4 separate regions of the Mus musculus genome follow, and regions 2, 3 and 4 are each linked to region 1. Evidence: chromatin contacts called from public Hi-C and promoter capture Hi-C data. All regions are on one chromosome and are shown on one strand. Each heading gives the region's core, a stretch centred on a gene start, on an enhancer-like site or on the middle of the called end of the contact. The rest is flanking DNA. Distances are from core to core; before and after follow the strand shown. Region 1 holds the start of Syngr4 (synaptogyrin 4). Region 2 holds the start of Fam71e1 (family with sequence similarity 71, member E1). Region 3 holds the start of Kcnc3 (potassium voltage gated channel, Shaw-related subfamily, member 3). Region 4 holds the start of Fuz (fuzzy planar cell polarity protein).

What was found. A called contact is a pair of places that touch in the nucleus more often than the background predicts. Capture Hi-C pulls out chosen DNA fragments and counts their contacts.
Region 2: a Hi-C map of B cells shows a contact between it and region 1, with 5 read pairs. The contact joins the promoter of Fam71e1 here to the promoter of Syngr4 in region 1. A contact is called at or near these places in 4 of 39 promoter capture datasets (cranial neural crest, liver and pre-B cells) and 1 of 484 Hi-C or Micro-C datasets (B cells).
Region 3: a contact with region 1 is called in a promoter capture Hi-C map of pancreatic islet. The contact joins the promoter of Kcnc3 here to the promoter of Syngr4 in region 1. A contact is called at or near these places in 2 of 39 promoter capture datasets (liver and pre-B cells) and 1 of 9 other capture datasets (pancreatic islet).
Region 4: a contact with region 1 is called in a promoter capture Hi-C map of liver, with 4 times the contacts expected there. The contact joins the promoter of Fuz here to the promoter of Syngr4 in region 1. A contact is called at or near these places in 2 of 39 promoter capture datasets (liver and pre-B cells), 1 of 115 datasets of contacts at active chromatin or transcription factors (thymic regulatory T cells) and 3 of 9 other capture datasets (adipose tissue, liver and pancreatic islet).

Annotation. Positions count from the first base shown.
Region 1 is chr7:45,895,416-45,898,052 of GRCm38.p6, forward strand. Syngr4 (synaptogyrin 4) reads right to left here and starts at 1,296. Exons shown (of 5, transcript NM_021482.2): 1 at 1,193-1,296; 2 at 276-476. The coding sequence starts at 368. It overlaps Tmem143 (transmembrane protein 143), which reads left to right and starts at 1,654. Exons shown (of 8, transcript NM_144801.2): 1 at 1,654-1,686; 2 at 2,020-2,251. The coding sequence starts at 1,664.
Region 2 is chr7:44,495,261-44,497,897 of GRCm38.p6, forward strand. Fam71e1 (family with sequence similarity 71, member E1) reads left to right here and starts at 1,335. Exons shown (of 5, transcript NM_028169.2): 1 at 1,335-1,470; 2 at 1,655-1,773; 3 at 2,243-2,373. The coding sequence starts at 1,428. It overlaps Emc10 (ER membrane protein complex subunit 10), which reads right to left and starts at 1,158. Exons shown (of 7, transcript NM_197991.3): 1 at 996-1,158. The coding sequence starts at 1,109.
Region 3 is chr7:44,589,556-44,592,192 of GRCm38.p6, forward strand. Kcnc3 (potassium voltage gated channel, Shaw-related subfamily, member 3) reads left to right here and starts at 1,331. Exons shown (of 4, transcript NM_008422.2): 1 at 1,331-2,203. The coding sequence starts at 1,331.
Region 4 is chr7:44,894,794-44,897,430 of GRCm38.p6, forward strand. Fuz (fuzzy planar cell polarity protein) reads left to right here and starts at 1,286. Exons shown (of 11, transcript NM_027376.3): 1 at 1,286-1,569; 2 at 1,754-1,875; 3 at 2,122-2,206; 4 at 2,468-2,536. The coding sequence starts at 1,459.

The sequences.
Region 1 (2,637 bases), core at 46-2,545:
CTGTAACCCAGGCTGGCCTCAAACCTATGTCAATCCTCCTACCTCAGTCTTTTATGTGCTGGTGTGACAGATTTGAGAGGCCCTTTGAGGAGCCCCAGGTTTGAGGGGCTCTTTCTTGTGATGACTCGGTTGATGCTGACAGTGGCTAGTGACCAGATACTCAGTAAAAGGTGGCTTCAGTTTTGGGCTCCTGTCTGCTTCTCTCCCTCTCTGACCACACTGACCCCTTGCCCTCTTCCTGGATGTCGCCTGTGTCCTGACCCCTGGGGTCTCACCCCTCCGAAGATCCTTGAGATGCTCTTTGGTCTCCTCAGAAAGCGCACAGTCTCATTGTCTGCCAGGTCGTGGAGGCTTTCAGGGAGGTGCATAGTGGCTGCTCTTCTTTGGGTGTCCCGGGAGGTAGGGGCAGGGGTGTTGGGTGCTGCTTTCTGGGCACCACTTCCTGTGTGCCTCAGACCCACCTCAAGGCTCAGCTACTGCAAGAAAAGAGGAATGGGAATGTCAGAGTAAAAGTGCTGGGAGTGGGGAGTACTGGCCCTTCCTTTGTGGGGATGGATAGGCTGAGGGGCTGTTAGGAGCCCTAGGAACAGAGGGGGTGGGCTGAAGGGGCTGGCTGCTCCCGTTTTCAGTTGTCAGGAATATGGGGTGAGAAACTGCTGGGTGGTCTTAGGTGCTGGAGATGAGACATGATAGGGTATGTGGGAGGTTCTGGAAATGGGAGCACGGCTGGAAGGCTGCTTCGGGGTTCCAGAAGTTGGAAATGTAGGCTGATGGGCTATTGGAGGTTTCAGGTGCTGATAAGGGGCCAGAGGGTTCTGAGGGCCCTAGATTTTGGGAATACAGGATGAGGGTGATAAGGGGTGGCAGGTCTGCTGGGCCCTCAGAGTGGGGTCAATAGGGGGACTGTAGACTGGTCCTTGAGGGAATGCAGCTACCCTAGGTATAGAAGACCACGTAGAGCCCAGCAATATTTGAGGTGTTCCCTAACTTGGGTCATTTTCCGTAACACCAGGCTTGCTTAGGCTTCAGCTCTGTTTCAGGATGACATATTGTCTTAAGACTGAAGCCTCAGAAACCAGCTGCCACTCGGTATGAGAGTCATGGCAACCTCCTTAGACTAGGGGCTTCCCTTCTAAGGACCTGGGGGCGGAAGTGCTGAGACCCCAAGGGGACGCTGGCTGAAGAGAACCACCTCTTCTCCGAGGGCCGAGGACCTGCGTTCCTCTTCTGCCTGCCTGGCTTCCTCTCCTGGTCCCGGGAGCCACCTCTAGCCTCTTTTTGGTTCCTCTTTTTCCCGCCTTTTCTGTCCTCTACAGATGATTGGCTGCAGCCAAGTCCCGCCCCTTTCCTTTCCGCCTATCCGAACTGACTATGGAAAGGGCGTGGTCTCGGCGGACGTTGGGCGGGTCGCCGTTGGCCGGGCGCGCGCGAGGGCCCGACCCAGCTCCAAATAGCGGACCACACGTCTTCAGCGCGTGCGCATTACCTTTAAAAAAAAAAAAAAAAAAAAAAAAAAAAAAGGACTAGCGATGAGGCATGCGCAGTTGAGATAAAGGCTATTAAATGGTTTCAAGCGGCTCAGGCTGTGCGCATGCGCCTTACTGCTTGCTGAAGCCAATCCTCTGGGCCTAGGACCTCTTACTGCACATGCGCAGAAGGCTCAATGACAGTCGCGCGTTGGTTAAGGTGAGGGCAGGGTGGGGGATTGCATGGCCCAGGAAGGACGGCCCAGCACCCGCTATTAACTTTTCCTAGTTTTTCAACACTCCTGAGCTCCACCTCATTGTTTAAGCTTCTCAGAGACCATTTGTACCGCTTCAGGGTCCCTGGGCCTGCAAGATACTCCAAACTACGACCTCTGACCCTATTCCGGAGCCAACCTAAATGTGCAGTGTAGAAGGAACCGGAAAGGGATTAGAGGGAGGGAGACTGGCCAGGAACTGTCCCCGAAGGGAGGGGTGTGTGGAGGTACTACCTCCAACTGACCTTTGACATCCCCCTTCATTTGCTTATGTTTAGGCTCTGGGAAAGGGGGCAGGCCATGTTGCATGTGACCTGGGGGTCCAAGGTCCGACTATGGTCCCTGGTGCCTGCTCTCCTCGGGACTCCCCGAGCTCTGTCGTCCCTGGAGAACAGGATGGGGGTGTACCGCAAGATGTGGAACCCCAAGGAGCCCTGCGACTGGGCCCAGCAGTACCGCGAGCGCTTCATTCCATTCTCCAAGGAGCAGCTGCTCCGCCTCCTGATACAGGTACCGCCCATCAGTGGTCTAAGGACCTAGAGACTACAGTTTCCAGCCGACCTCGCGACTGCACCACTATACCTGCTTTTGAGGTCTGCGCTAGCGCCCTCCTGGGAGTGTAGTTTCTGGTCCCTTTGGCGTTCCTAGTGGGTTCGAGAAAGTTGGAATGCAGGGGCTAGAAAGAACTCCAAGATGAGATGCCTAAAGATCTCTGGACTTGGGCTTCTTCTGGGGCCTTGAACAGGCACACTGGGACATAAGTTTTTCCCTTGAAATAGATGTAACTATCATCCTCATAATTCCTTTCTAGTACATAATAAATTTGTATCTGCAAAGCCATAATGATAATTATTATCACACCTTGAGCTCTTTATTCCGTGGCACCGTGCTAAGTG
Region 2 (2,637 bases), core at 85-2,584, 1.4 Mb before region 1:
ACATGCTAATACTCTGACCATTCACATTGGCAAGAAGCCCACTTCTCTCTGGCACATCCTAGATCCACACTTTCTTTCCCACGGTTCTGAAGCAGAGTCCCACTAAATCACTCCCTGATCCAGACCGGAGATGATCCTCCTGCCTACGTCTGCTGAGCGCTTGGGGTTACACATGAGCACCACCACCATCAGCTTAATTTCTTTGTAATTTTTCTTTTTTTAATTTTGTGTATGGATATCTGCTGCATGTACCTATGTGCCCTGTGTGCATGCCTGGTACCTGGTGTGCCAGAAGAGAATGTGCAATCCCCAAAAACTGAAGTTAGCAGACAGTCGTGAGCCTCTAGGTAGGTGCCAGAAAGCAAACCCAGGTACTCCAGAAAAGCAGTCAGTTCTCTTGGCCCTCATTTCTCCAGCACCCTATTTTTGGGGTTTTTTTGAAACAGGACCTTAGGTAGCCCAAGGTGACCTTGCACCCCACACCCAGGCCTAAGCCTTAGATGTCTTAATTTCAAGCTTCTCCTAGCCAGGCATCCTACAGCACTCTGGCTCCTGAAGGACCTGACTTCTTCGTGCATATTCAGAAACATGATTCCAACCCTAGCACTAGAGCACTGCTTCCTTGCCATATCTTTATTAATTACTTATTGAGTCAGGGTCTCACTGTGTAGCCCTGGTTGGCCTAGAACTCCCTTTGTCCTAGGCTGGCCTCGAACTCAGAAATTCACCTGTCTCTGCCTCCCGAATAGGGGTATTGAAAGCGTGCACCATCACACCCCCATTTTTGTATTTTTGAGACAATCTCAAGCAATCCAAGCTAGCCTCAAACTCCTTGATCCTCCAGCCTCAGCCTCCCAAGCACGGAGATGAGAGGCTAGCTACCACTACTCCACGCAGCTCAGGTTCCGAGCAAACCACATCCTCTCATGAATATTCATGATGGGGTCCATCTAGCGCCCACAGGAGGCCGCCCCGCCCCGGCCACTAGCACTCACCCCACGCGCGGAGGCCCCGACCCGGCAGCCGCTGCCTCGGGCTCTGCTAGGAGCCGCGGCTACCATCAGCAAGAGCACTAGCAGCCGGGTCACCCCGGCACCCGCGGCCACCATACGGGAGCGTTGAGAAAAACCGAGAGCCATACAGCCCGCTAGGAAACACAGGGTTCATCCTGAGGCTCACGCGCCTGCGCCGCACGCCGCGCCTGCGCACTAGCGCCCGTCCGCCTGCTCCCGCAGTCAGGGCGGCCATTTCTCCATCCGGGTCTCTAGGGCTCACGTTCCCGGTGACACCACCTGGGAGAGAAGTGACGTCGTTGACGTCACGGAACGCCGGGCACCCTATTGTAAAGTCACAAGCTCTAGGCCCCACCCTTTATCTGTCTGTCCCAGGCTTCACTCGGCGTTCCTCCCCAGGGCCGGGGCGTGGCGATGAAGGGCGGTCGAGATCTTAAGGCCGCTCGGGGCGGAGCAGGTGAGACCAGTTCTGAGGGGATGGAAGGTGACAAAAGGACTTCTGCCTGGAGGGGTTGGCCCTAGAGAGGGAGCCGGGGAAGGTATGGGACCAGCAATGCGGAGGCCGCTGCCCCGCATGCGCCCTCGGTCAGAGTTCATGTACCTGGCATCCTGGGATGGATGCTCGCGCTTCGCCCCTGCAGACCGCCCCCTGGCTCCAGCCTACGCCCCGTGCCGCCCTGGGCGCCTCCAACGCCACCTCCTGAGCGGCGAGTTCGACCAGCTGCGCGACTTTCCCATCTTTGAAAGCAACTTCGTGCAGGTGTGGAGCCCCGGACCTCCGACCCGTTGATGTACGGATCTCCCCCATCATTTGTCGTTCTTTCCAAGTGATCCACATCACCTCTGAGCCCGCTGGGCTTTTTGTGTCTTCAGAAGCCTTTGTCTCAGTTTCCTTGACTGTACACATATGGTTCTTGTCCTTTAATCCTAAAATCTTTGGCCCACAAGCCTTTTTTTTTTTTTTTTTTTCCTTTTTAGAGGTAATATGGCTGGTACTCTGGGCTTCACTCGTTATTCAGCAGGAGCTCTACCCCTTAGTCACACCCTAGCCCTGCACCGGGGGATTCTAGGCATGTGTGCTTATATTCTGAGCCACATTCCCAATCCCTAACCTACTGTTCATCTCCCCTAGTTCATGACCTTTCACTCTGTCAAGATCCCCAAGACCCAATCAGATTCCTGTTGAGTTCTGTTCTCCATCTATCGATCCTCTTAACCTTTGGCCCCAGGTGACCCGGTTTGGAGAAGTCGCCAACAAGGTCACCATGGGGGTGGCAGCCTCTAGTCCTGCCCTGGAGCTGCCAGACCTGCTGCTGCTGGCCGGCCCTGACAAGGAGAATGGACACCTGCAGCTCCTCGGGTGACTGCCCCTCTAAGTCCCAACTTCCTCCAACCTCCCTGCCGCCATTTTGCCACCCAGGGACCAAGATCACCACCAAACCTCTTCACTAAGAAAAATGGCAGGGCACTTCACAGAGGTCAGAAGTCAGGCGAGATGAGGGAGGACAGCCCTCAGTGGCATCACAGGGTCAGGATGGTGGCTGTTTACACAGTGCTTTCTGCTTTCCAGGTACTCTGTCCCAGAGAGATAAAGTAAAGCTCAAAGACTGGGCCCACGGCCCAG
Region 3 (2,637 bases), core at 81-2,580, 1.3 Mb before region 1:
TTTGTTGTCTACGCTTCATCCCCTTTCTTCCACCAGCTGGCAACTTTTGCCCCTTCCCTAAGACGTAGTGGACCATCCTCCGGGGTCTCTACCAATGAATCTCTCTATTCCAGCCCACCCCCAGCCCCGTGCCCAGCAATGAGTGTCCTTCCCCTAACAGGCATCTCATTTCCAGAACTCCATCCCACCAGCCTGGAGGCTTCTGGCTCTCTAAATGCTCATTTTTAGCGCCCCACTTTGCCATCCACTTACTAGTCGCATCTTCCTCTGGACTATTGAAGGTGTTTCATATAAGATATAGACCCTGTCCATCTGCCTGTGTCTCCCATTCGTCCGGATCCTCTTCGCCCAGGTCTAACCCCGTCTAACGAAGTCCAAATTTGCAACATCCAGTTGGACATGGTGGTGCTCATCTGTCATCTCAGCTACTTGGGATGCTAATGTTGAAGCAGGAGGACAGCGAACCTAAGACCTCCCTCAACTCCACAACTTGCAGCCTCCGCCCCTCCCCAGCTTTCATCCAGAGGCTCCCAGGCCTCGCCTTCCTTCCTTTACCATAGCGTCCCAGTATCTTCCGCTTCGACTGTCTCCTGTGAGTTTTTTTATTTAATCAAGTTCCAACTCCACCTCTAGTTCCCTTGTACCGCCCTCACCCCAGTTGAGACCCTCCCCCCTCATTGTCGCGGCCCAATAAGGATTGTTAATAATCTCTTGGGCTCGCTGCATCCAATTACTCCTACTTTCCCGTTCATTTGCCTTTTCAGTGCAGGTCCCGCCTGCCCGGGCTCTAGGCAATTTGTTTTCTTTTTGTCAGCTTCTCTTGTTGTGACTTCTTTCCCCCCACCCACCACCCCCCAACCCGTTCCTCACCCCTACCCCCACCAGAATTGATAGGCCTTTTTTTTTCGAGGCAGAGTCTCATGCAGCCCAGGCTGGCCTCTATCTCACTTTGTAGCATGACCTTGAACGCCTGATCCCCCTTCCTTCACGGTACCTGGCTCTTTCCCATACCTGGCTCTGAGGTCTCCATTTTCGCTGTGCTGCTGAGTTAGGCATTTTTAGGGTCCCCTTGACGCCCCGCCCTCTCCTAGGTAGGATCCAATCCCTGAGCTTTCTGTGCAACCCCACCTCCTCTAGCTAGGCTGGGTCGGAGTCTGCCTAGCCGTGGCCCCGCCCAGTCGCTCAGCCCAATCAGCTCGTGCCCTCCCTCCACCTGCCCAATCACACCCTCCCATCCATTCATCGCCTCCTCCTGTCCAATCACGTCTGCCTCTCTACCCGGGCCCCGCCCCCGAGACCCTGCCCCCTCCCAGCCCCGCCTCCCTGTCCAATGCTCAGTTCAGTGTGCGTCTGGTCGTTCCGCGGGCGCCAGGGGACCGGCAAGCAGCAGCCTCAGCCGGTGCCAACGCCGCAGCCGCCTGAGTCCTCACCGCCGCCTCTGCCGCCGCCGCAGCAGCAGCAGTGCTCTCAGCCCGGCACTGCCGCCTCCCCGGCGGGTGCCCCGCTTTCCTGCGGGCCTGGGGGCCGGCGTGCCGAGCCATGCCCCGGGCTGCCGGCGGTGGCCATGGGGCGGCACGGCGGCGGCGGCGGCGACAGCGGTAAGATCGTGATCAACGTGGGCGGCGTGCGCCATGAGACGTACCGCTCCACGTTGCGCACCCTGCCAGGGACCAGACTGGCCGGGCTGACCGAGCCCGAGGCGGCCGCGCGCTTTGACTACGACCCGGGCACGGACGAGTTCTTCTTCGACCGTCACCCGGGCGTCTTCGCCTACGTGCTCAACTACTACCGCACCGGCAAACTGCACTGCCCGGCCGACGTGTGCGGGCCGCTCTTCGAGGAGGAGCTGGGCTTCTGGGGCATAGACGAGACGGACGTGGAGGCCTGCTGCTGGATGACCTATCGCCAGCACCGTGACGCTGAGGAGGCACTGGACTCTTTCGAGGCCCCGGACTCCTCGGCCAACGCCAACGCCAACGCCGGAGGCGCGCACGATGCGGGACTGGACGACGAGGCGGGCGCAGGAGGCGGCGGCCTGGACGGGGCAGGCGGCGAGCTCAAGCGTCTGTGTTTTCAGGACGCGGGCGGAGGTGCCGGAGGACCTGCCGGGGGCGCGGGCGGCGCGGGCGGCACCTGGTGGCGGCGCTGGCAGCCCCGTGTGTGGGCGCTTTTTGAGGACCCCTACTCGTCGCGGGCTGCCAGGGTGAGCGCGCTCTCCGAGCACTCCTAATTATCCCAACCGCTCTGTTTCCGGAGCACTCCATCCCAGTGTCCCTCCTCCTCTTGAGCCCTCCAGTTCTCTGGAAGCCCTTCCTCCTTGCAGCTGGAGTTCCCTGCACCCCTGCAAACACACCCCTCTCTTTAGACCACCCTTCCAAGGACACCTCCCGAAAACTTAAGCGTCCCTGGGACCTTCTAAACCCCAACTCGCTGCTGCTCCTAGTCATCATAGATCCTGGGGAACAGCTTCCTAGCTGGATTTCCCTGACAGTCCTACCCCACCTTTCTCACACACCTTCTGAGACCTTTGGCAGGTCCCCAGAATGGCCTCAGCCTCTTCAAAACTTCTCCCACTGTCCCTTGAACACTCCAAAGCCATTTTCTTATTCCCGATCCTCAGTGTCCCAGGTCCCACCC
Region 4 (2,637 bases), core at 36-2,535, 1.0 Mb before region 1:
TGGTCTCCCAAAGGTCCTGAGTTCAAATCCCAGCAACCACATGATGGCTCACAACCATCTGTACAGCTACAGTGTACTCGTATATATAAAATAAATAAATAAATCTAGAAAAAAAAAAGAAAGGAAGAAAGAAAGAAAAAAGAAAGGAAGAAAGAAAGGAGACTGAGATGTTGAAAAAGGAATCGGAATTTCAAGGACACATGGCAAGTCCCAGGTCTGCATGGGCTACATGAGACCACACCTCAAAAATACACTAAACAACAACAAGCAAAAGAGAAAGAAAGGAAAGCAAAGAAAAAGAGAGTGGCTGGCATTCGCCATTCCAGGCCAAACAGCTACCCTGAGTTCCAGGCCAACCAGGCCTAAAGGCTGCAACTCACCCAGAAAGTAGAAAATAAAGACACGAAGCTGTAGCCATACTATTTTAATAGCCATACTATTTTAAACTAGAAAATAAATTTTGATTCTTACAGTGCGTGTGCCATGGCATGTGTACAGAGGCCAGCTTTGTGGAGTGAGCTCTCTATTCTACCATGAAGATTCCAGGGGTTACAAGCTTCTCAGGTCTTCATGGCAAGCCCTGGGATGTGCTGAGCCATCTCCCTGGCTCCTAGCCATCCTTTGGAAGAAAGCTTTGGAAGTGATAGTACAGTGATCATATCTGTGAAAATCTGTCTTGCTACCTCGGTGCTAACTTCTATTGTTGCATGGAACAAAGTTTTCCGTGTTTTACCTTTCGACACGATACACCATCATTGGCATTAATTCGTTACAGAAATTACGTGGTTTTCATGATTTTGGAAAAGGTTCTCTTCTGCCTTTCACTAATAACAAAAACAACCATCTCATTTGGTGGTTACTAGGCAACACTGCCTGGATCAAACCATTCTGAAAAAATGAGAGGGAGACGGTGGCACAGCGGTTCGGAGTTTTGAAACAGAAATTATTGTGAATGGTAGTTGCTAGGCAACGCCTGAGCATACGGCCATCTTTGACTGGGGCAGGGTATTTCCCACTATGGAATGAAAGGCCACGCTGCAGTTGCCAGGCAGTGCCTTAGCACTGTCCCCATCCTCAACCAGTTGTTTAAAAAAAAAAAATTAGCACGTAATTACAGCACACATGAAGGTTTGTAGGCAACACCTTAGCACCATCACCATCTTCAAACTAGATTCTTCATTCTCGTTATACAAAAGATGTGAAGCTGTCCAGGAACAACTTGAACGCTTGGCAAGCAATACTTGTCGCCATCTTTGTTAGGGTCATGATGACTTCCGGCCGGGGCGGAAAAAGAATCCTGTTGGAGGGGCTGAGTTGATGAAGGCAGGAATTTAGCCATCCGGCTTCTCGCCCTCTGGCGGCTCCAAACGGCAGGCCGACTTGCTTTCACTACCCGCATGCTCCTAGATCCACACCGAGAGTCTCCAGGGGGGTGACTTGTCGGGTGCGGGCTTCCAGATGGGGGATGAGGGGCCGGGAAGCCCGGTGCATCTGCTGTGCCTCGCAGCCTCTAGCGGGGTTCCCCTGTTTTGTCGGAGTAGCAGCGGCGGCGCCCCCTCCCGTCAACAGGTGGGGGCATTCGACTCCTTCGTCTAAATAAGGGGTTTGGGAAGCTGGGATGGCATACCGTGCAGGGAGTAGAGGCTCGGAGCCTTTAGGGGACTAATAAGCCTGGTTTCCTGAAGAACTTTGGGGGGATGTGGGGAGACGGCAAAGTGGGACAGTGAGGTCTCAATGCTTCCCCACTCTTCAGCTTCCTTTCTCTGTCATCGGCTCTCTCAATGGAGTCCACATGTTCGGCCAGAATCTGGATGTGCAACTGAACTCTGCAAGAACGGAAGACACAACCGTAGTGTGGAAGAACTTCCATGACAGGTCCCTTGGCGGGAGCAAGGGAACAAGATCTGGGCAGTGGTTCCTGGCTTAGGTGACCCCAGAGTCCTGCCAGTGGTGACTTGGCTGTGGGAATCTTTGATAAGCTACTCACCCTCTCTGATCCCTGCGTTCCCAGCAGAATGTAGCCAGCAGCATAGGAATAGCCCAGAGACGCTGAAGCGCTTGGCTCCGTTTCCCAGGCCTGACCTCTACTTCATTCTTGCTTCTCTTCTTTCCTCCCCACAGTATCACTCTCATTGTTCTGTCATCTGAGGAGGGCACCTCTGAGCTGAGGCTGGAAAGAATGCTCCACATGGTGTTTGGGGCCATGGTGAGACTGGGCCCTTTTTTCTCCAAAACTCAAGAGAGCTGCACCCCCAGCCTCTTCTCCTTAGTCCAGACCTGCATTTTTTTCTCACACCCAGACATCCAGACCTCAGCCCTCTTCCCTCATACCTAGGAGTCCAGGAGCCCGACCTCCACCTTCATACACAGGGATCCAGACCTGGCCTTCCTCTCAACACCCATTCAAATACTGTCCTCTCTGACTAGATCCTATTAAGGACCCCGCTGTCCTATGTGATTCTTCTAGGTTCTCATTGTGGGACTTGAGGAGCTGACCAATATCCGGAATGTAGAAAGACTGAAGAAAGAATTGAGGGTGAGGCTGTGGGATGTGAGTGACGTTAGGATCCCTAAGTCGTGCCCATTTGTCTGGAACTACAATTCCCACTATGCATAGGGAAAGCCCATGGGTTCTTG